Linked DNA regions of Sus scrofa: region 1 is linked to region 2. The links are chromatin contacts, called in public promoter capture Hi-C maps. All regions are on one chromosome and are shown on one strand. The core of a region is the stretch at or near the end of the contact, and the rest is flanking DNA. Distances in the headings are between cores, read along the strand shown.

Region 1 (3,788 bases), core at 510-3,009, 260 kb before region 2:
CAAGAAATTAACAGCAGTTATAACAACTAGTCAGAAGCACTATGGAGTCTGGAATACTTTTCTGGGCTCGAAGATCTTAATCAGACAAAAATTTTACAGAAAGAAAAACTATAAAAGGACAGTACTTTAAGACCGAAACAGATTTCTGATATCACCAGTGTGTTTACTAGATAAATTTCATATTTGGAAAAATGCACTAACTAGACTTGTAAGAATTTTCTCTGGATCTTCTCTGCCTTTTGGGGAGGAGAAGGGGACAGGAAGTGTGTCAAGAGTTCAGATGTGAAAAGAAGGATCAGGCTACAGACACCAAATATAAAGTTCATTTATACCAAATGGTTATTTTGGAAACATATAACCATATCCTGGAAGAAAACATCTAGAAACTGCGGGCAGTCAGCATCAAAGGAAAGGAGAAAAATTCCCACTATTTTTGAGTTTTAAATTCAGAAAGTAACACTTTTTAGTGGAGTGATTTCAATACAGAGGTGAAAATTCAGAATCATTTGTCCGGGGCACTTCATGTTCCAGAAGAAATTCAGAACTGGAAGCTCATTTTATAATAAAAAAAAATGGGCGGAAGGTGGTGGAAAAGAATCATTTCATGCACAAGAGCTAAGAATTATAAACCATAGGGGAATTCGCGTCCTGGCTCAGTGGTTAACCCCGCTAGCATACATGAGGGCATGGTTGGATCCCTGGCCTCCCTCAGTGGGTTAAGGATCCGGCCCTGCTGTGAGCTGCGGTGTAGGTCTCAGACATGGCTCAGATCCGGCGATGTTGTGGCACAGGCCGACAGCTACAGCTCACATTATACCCCTAGCATGGGAACCTCCATATCTGCTAGTGGGGCCCTAAAAAGGCAAAAGACAAAAAAAAAAAAAAAAAAAAAAAAAAAAAGAATTATAAACCATAGGAAGTGTCAATGCCTCTTTAAAAATACGCCAGAGATGATAACTGAATCATTTGGCACTGTGAAACAGGACAGGGTCAGAATATGGTTGTACACTACAATTTTAATGGGACTGGGGATAAACTTGAACAATAACAATAAACCTACATTTTGTAACATAATAAAAACAACTGAAATAAATCATTTCAAAAACGAAAACAGAAAGTTTCCTTTCCAGGAATTAGTACCACCATTAACAAGCAAACTTCGGGTCTCACGGCAGCTGGTTCGACAAGGCCAGACCTTTGGGAAGAAGAGTAGTCTAAGCTAATTTAGAAAGGGAAGGCAGGTTAAGGAGACCGAGCCCAGGCAAGGCTTTCTAATACCGGGTGTCCAGTGCGCTGTGGGCTCACAGTTTCCAGCCCCACCAGGGCGTTTACTAAACACAACCGCCACCCTCCCACCACCACCCTTCCTCAAGCGCACCTGCGCTACGACCAACAGTTGCCTCCACTGGCGGACAGACTGCACCGGCGCCAATATTCAAAAGCGGGTCCGCGCTCGAGGAAGAAAAGCTCTCTCCCGCCCCCGCCCCTCCAACGCCACCACCCGCCCCCTCACAACGGGAAAAGCCACCTCCACACCCAGCTACTACAAACAAAGTGAGAAAGACTGCGCCAGTCCTAAGCCGAGGCCTAGAAAAGGCGACGGGGTGGGGTTTGTTTCCCTACAGAAGCCCGGAGCGGCACTCAAAGCCTGGCCTATGTTTCTACTCCTGTACCGAGGGTGATAGAGAGGCTGGGAAAAGAAGCGGCGACAGGCGGAGCTCACCCCAGGTTCAAGGCATCCCGCTTCCGGCAGTTGCGGCGCCGCCCCAGCCAGCGGCTCAGCCCCACGGGCGGCGGGGCTGCTAGGTCCGCTACTTGGTCGCACTTCAGTGACGCACAAGCCCCGCCTCCAGCGCGTTGCTTGGAAACAGTGTTCAACCTTCCTCCGCAAAGTTCGGCTCAGGATCTCTGGCTTCCCTTCTTCTGAACACCTTCCAGGCCAGGCCCAGAGGCCATCCGAGAGGGAGCGGTGGCGGCGAAAGGCGAGAAGGGTGCCGTGACCTAGTGGCGGCGGGAGAGGCCTTGCCTGGCAGGCTCCCCGTGGCTAAGGCTCCATGAGGCGGCCATGGCTGCGGCCTGGCAGATTGCTGCCTCTCCTGGCCCCATCTCCCTAGCAAAAGCCCAGCTGGTGACAAAGGCACTGCGAGCTCCGGTTTGGTCGAGTGTTGTAGTGCAAGCCACTACTTAGGCTTCCAACCTCCCACTGGTATAGCTACACAAATATCGTCTCGTTTCTTTATCATGAAAAGGGACCATATGCTCACCTACCTAGGTTAAGAAGTGTGAAAGAGAATACAAAGTACAGGTTCAAAATTGTAAGCCTAATACATGGCAACTATTATTATTATGAACTTATGTTGGCCAAATCTTGGCGTTTCAGAACATTTGTAGGTAATAATTACTCTCTATTAAACATCTATTGTGTACTAAATACTTTACTAGGCACTTTACAGGCATTGCTCTTGTTTAAATAGTTCACTCCGTATATAAACAGCAAGGCAAAGGTTTAACTCCAGGAATTGGTATTGACCCTGTTGCCTGTATGCTTAGCAGCTAAATTAAACTACTGTTTATGCTTGTTCCTGTTTCCACATTCATCCTCCCCCCTGTCATTTGTTGATTTACCTTGTAAAGAACTAATCCTGCCTTCTGATAATAGACATGTGTAGACAGTTTACTACATGCCTTGCTCTGTTCTAAGTAGTTTGAACGCATGAATTCATTTAATCGTCACAACAATCCCATGAGGTAGGTATTCTTAACACTTATATTTTACAGTTGAAGAAGCAGGAAAGTCAATTACGTTTTCCACGATCAATCAGTAAGGAGCAGAAGCAGATTCAAACCCAAGCTGACTGAACTCTGATCCTGCGCTTTTAACTCTTGTTCTAAATTGCCTGGGTGAGACTTCATTAGGGCCAGGTCCATGTGTCTGTGTACTCCTTTTTATACCTTATGGAAAGGGTACTGAGGATTGTCTCCCTGACAACCAGGGCAAAACCTGACATGCAATAACGGAAGAACAAATCTGACTCCATATTAGGTCTGTTGCCTGTGCTTAGTCATGCTCTGCACCTTTTGTAAAAGAATATTGCCTATAGCTTGAAATATGCAGATAACCTGACCACGACCTGACCTGAACAGAGAAAAACAGGAACATCGTGACCTGACCTACATGGACAGCTACAAAAACAAAGGATCCAGACACCAAGAAGTTTGCAACAACTCATCATGCCCCTCCCTCAGCCTGCTTTTAAAAGGGGGTTGCTGAAAGCCTTGGAAAATTTCCATTTTTTTAAGGCATGAGCTACCCATATCACTGAAAGGCCTTGCAATAAATCTTTCTCTGCTTCAAATTCCGACATTCCGGTTTTGTTTAGCTTCATTGTGCATCCAGCACACGGACTTGCATTCAGTAACAGAAATTGTTCAACATTTGAACATTTGATGAATATTTGAAAGTGGGGAAAACTAAAAGCCTAATAATGAACTATATATAATTATTTAGTAAGTTTTTTAAAATCTGCTTACATTCCACAAGTCCTGTTAGTTGAGCTTAATCTGGGCCAAGAGTCAGGAATAGTTCTCTGAAAAAATTGCCTTCAATTAAATATAATGTTAGAGTTTTTTTTTTTTTTTTTTTTTTAAGGGCCGCATCTGTGGAATATGGAGTTTCCCAGGCTAGGGGTCTAATCAGAGCTGTACTGTAGCTGCCGGCCAATGGCCTACACCACAGCCATAGCAACGCAGGATCCAAGCCTCGTCTTCAACCTACACCGCAGCTCACG
Region 2 (4,082 bases), core at 1,492-3,991:
GTCCCTTCCTCCAAATCCCAGTCTAAATTGAGCACTTGTACTGTTCAATCGCAGTGTTCTTCATGATACATGTTAGGATGCCTTTGATTGCCAGTAACTAAAAAAACCAATTCAAATGTGTTCCTAGGGTCTTTAACGCCAGGGAGGGCAGTTCCCTGGTGGCCTATCAGTTAAGGATTCAACATTGTCACTGCTGTGGTGGGCTTTGATCCCTGGCCTGGGAACCTCTGTGTGCCTCTGGCAAGCCAGAAGAAAAAAAAATGCTCACTTTGTAAACTTTAATATCTATTAAAAAGTATTTCCTGGAAATACTGTGCTATGCTGTCCAGTACAGTGTCCACTAACTCCACTTGGTTATTGAACTCTTTAAATTTGGGGATTTTTTTGTTTTGGTTTTTGGCCACACCCACGGCATGTGGAAGTTCTTGGCCAGGGATTGAACCCACTCCACAACTTCAACCTGCCACAGCAGTGACAATGCCAGATCCTTAATCTGTTGAGCCATAGAGGAACTCCAAATTTTGTTTATTTTTTGTTTTGTTTTGTCTTTTTAGGACTGCACCCATGGCTCATGAAAGTTCCCAGGCTAGGAGTCGAATTGGAGCTGTAGCTGCTGGTCTACACCACAGACATAGCAACACGGGATCTGAGCCTCTCTGCAACCTACACTACAGCTTATGGCAACCACTGGTCCTTAACCCAGTGAACAAGGCCAGGGATCAAACCCACGTCCTCATGGATACTAGTTGGGTTTGTTACCACTGAGCCACGACCGGAACACCCGTTTATTTTTAATTAACTAAAAATGATAATTTTTAAACTGATAAGTGATTCAGTTATTGGAAATCTTTTAAGTATGTTTGGGAAAACACAGGTTTTCCAAAGAAGTAAGTGGATCTACTCATTTTCAACTGCAAATTTTATGTAATCTAAATACAGGTCCAGCAGCTTCAATTAAAATTAAGCAACTGGGAGTTCCCGTCGTGGCGCAGTGGTTAACGAATCCGACTAGGAACCATGAGGTTGTGGGTTTTGTCCCTGCCCTTGCTCAGTGGGTTAACGATCCGGCATTGCCATGAGCTGTGGTGTAGGTTGCAGACGCGGTCGGACCCTGCTTGCTGTGGCTCTGGCGTAGGCCGGTGGCTACAGCTCCGATTCAACCCCTAGCCTGGGAACCTCCATATGCCGCAGGAGCGGCCCAAGAAATAGCAACAACAACAACAACAAAAGACAAAAGAAAAAAAAATTAAGCAACTGAATTAAATATGTAAGTGTAAAGTACATACTGGATTTCCAAGACTTAGTATAAAAAGAAGTAAACTGTCTCAGTTTTTGTATTGCTTACATGATGAAATTATATTTTGGATATATTGAGTAAAACAAAATATTTTACTAAAATTAATTTCATCTACTTTTTCTTATTTAATGGGGCTACTAGAAAATGTTAAATTACCTACATAGCCAGTATTATGTCTGTATTGGACAACTAATCGATATATATTTCAATGAATTTTCCACTTAAAGGTTTCAGGGGAGGTAGGAGGAAACACAAACATCAAATTGTTTTTTTGTTTTGTTTTCTTTTCTTTTCTTTTTAGGGCTGCACTGGCAGCATATGTAAGTTCCCAGGCTTGGGGTAAAATCAGAGCTACAGCTGCCAGCCTACGCCTCAGCAACAAGGAATCCAAGCCACGTCTGTGACTACCTCACAGCTCATGGCAATGCCGGATGCTCACCCACTGAACAAGGCCAGGGATCCAACACGCATCCTCATGGACACTAGCCAGATTCAAGCGGATGAAGTATTGGGTGAGACAAAGGGTATTGCAGGAAAGTGATGATATTGGTTTGGGCTAGAATGGAGGTGGTGGAGATGAAGATGATACATACTGGTAAAACTGACAGTGTTTACAAATTTATTTAATCAGATTCCTCTCTGGCTCAATCAAAACACTGATTACCAGCTAATTTAATCACATTATAATTTAATGAAAACACGAATTTAAATGTATTTAATTAAATTCTATGACTTGGAGTTCCCGTTGCAGTTCAGCAGGTTAAGAACTCGACTATTACCCATGAGAATGCAGGTTTGATCCCTGGCCTTGATCAGTGGGTTAAGGATCCAGCGTTGCCATGAGCTGCAGTGTAGGTGGCAGAGTGACTTGGATCGAGCATTGCTGTGGCTGTGGCATAGGTCAGCAACTGTAGCTCCAAATTAACCCCCAGCCTGGAAACTTCCATATTCTGCAGGTGAGACCCTAAAAGGAAAAAAAAAAAAAATTCTACAACTTAAAACGTTGATCACAAATGTAATCCAATTATTTAACAACTTTATTAAAACTACAAATCTAGCAGATTCTCAGAGATTCTCTTTGCTTCAAAGAACCAAAAGAAAAAAACAAAAGCAAAATTCACACAATACATGATCACAATGATGACAGAATTCGTTGTAATGTATATTTAAACTGATCACGGAGGTAGCACAGGTGACTCCGCGAGCAGCCAAAGGAGCAACCAATGATTGTGTTACAGAAGGTTGTACTCTTTATGACAACCTAGATTAAGAAAACGAGATTGGCCGGGCCCACCTTGGCAGAGGCCAAGTCCGAGGCTCGGGGGCGGAGTCAAGCTCAGGAACAGATGGCTATAATTGGCCAGAATTCCCATGTCAGTTAGCGGCCAGGCCCCTAGTCTTCACCTCATTCGTCGCCCGCCTACTGTAGGCGGAGCGGATACTCCCTCGGCGAATTTATTCCAGCGTCAATGAGCCATTAGGTTCAGTAGCCTCAGGGCCTCGGGGAAGTGAACGCGCCAACGGAAGCCCGGAGCCCTCCTCCTAAAGTCGGGGAACCTGAGCTACCGGAGGAGGCTTCCCTTCCGACAGCCCCTCCCGCGGGGAAAGTTCCGGGGCAGGAGGCGGGGCTGCCGGAAGTCGCCGGACGCCGTCTGCTGTTCGTTGTTTGAGCGGCTGACGGGAAGGAGAAGCCCGAGCTCCGGCGGCGCCGCGGGGCGGCAGTCAAGACCAGAGTCCGAGCTGCCGCTAGCCTCCGGAGAAGCAGAAGCCAGGAGTACTGCCTGCGGAGCGGCGGGTTCGGACGCCCGCTCGCCTTCTGATCTCACCATGTCGCGGGGCTCCATCGAGATTCCCCTCCGGGACACTGACGAGGTAAGTGCCGAGTATGGGGGAGGGTGGGGGCCCTGAACTTGGACGATTCCCCCCCCCCTTTCTCTCGACTTCGTTTCCGAGGCGAGAGCACCCTCTCCGCAGATCGAACTCCCGGGGCCGAAGCTCTGATCACCTCCTTCCCCATCCCCTGTGCCCTCCCAGGCTGGGAACATCAGATCCCCGCAACCTCCGGAGGCAAGAGGGAGTTCTTGAAAGTTCCCCTCCAACCTGTTCGTATTTGGCAGTGCTCTGCTCTTTTCCTAATTCAGGGGCGCAGAGGTGTGAGTGCCTGGCAAAATGTAAGGCACCTCACAGATCGCAGAGGTGGGCGCTGATGTCACTGAGTTCTCTCTGCTGCTCAAACTAAGTATCTCTCCTGGGAATATGTAGGTTGTCGCCCTTTCTCCCTTAGAAACTCGAGTGTCATGGTGCCCCAGGTCTGCCGAGCAAAGCTCTGTCAGCGAAATAGGGACCCCAAGATAATAGCCGCTGCTGTGTGCTAGTAGAATTGACCCACTCTCCCTTCTTGTCATCTCTTTCATGAGTGGCCTATGACTTGTATGGGTAAAGCTCCCAGCATCGATGTTATCTTATTGGAGATCTCATACTCTTTTTATTTGATTATTTAGATACAATATTGAGATATACTTCACTTTCCATAAAATCCAGTGGCTTTCAGTAATATTTACAAAGTTGTCTAACCATCACCACTATCTAATTATAGAACGTTTTCCTACTATTATTTTTGTGCCACATTCAGGAGTGTGTGACACAAGTGCTGCCTCCATGATTGAGGTTTACAGTGGTATTCAACTTTGCATTGCTTCTAGAATTGTGCTTCTCAGGTTGTCAGACCAATGGCATCAGAGTCTCTGGGGGTGCTTATCTGCTCTTTACTTGCATTTAAACGTTA

What was found. Promoter capture Hi-C pulls out the DNA fragments that hold promoters and counts their contacts.
Region 1: a contact with region 2 is called in a promoter capture Hi-C map of liver, with 4 times the contacts expected there. The contact joins the promoter of RNF141 here to the promoter of CTR9 in region 2. A contact is called at or near these places in 1 of 5 promoter capture datasets (liver) and 1 of 2 datasets of contacts at active chromatin or transcription factors (alveolar macrophages).

Annotation. Positions count from the first base shown.
Region 1 is chr2:48,983,490-48,987,277 of Sscrofa11.1, reverse strand. RNF141 (ring finger protein 141) reads right to left here and starts at 1,759. Exons shown (of 6, transcript NM_001252196.1): 1 at 1,724-1,759.
Region 2 is chr2:48,728,139-48,732,220 of Sscrofa11.1, reverse strand. It overlaps CTR9 (RNA polymerase-associated protein CTR9 homolog), which reads left to right and starts at 2,741. Exons shown (of 26, transcript XM_021083325.1): 1 at 2,741-3,169. The coding sequence starts at 3,125.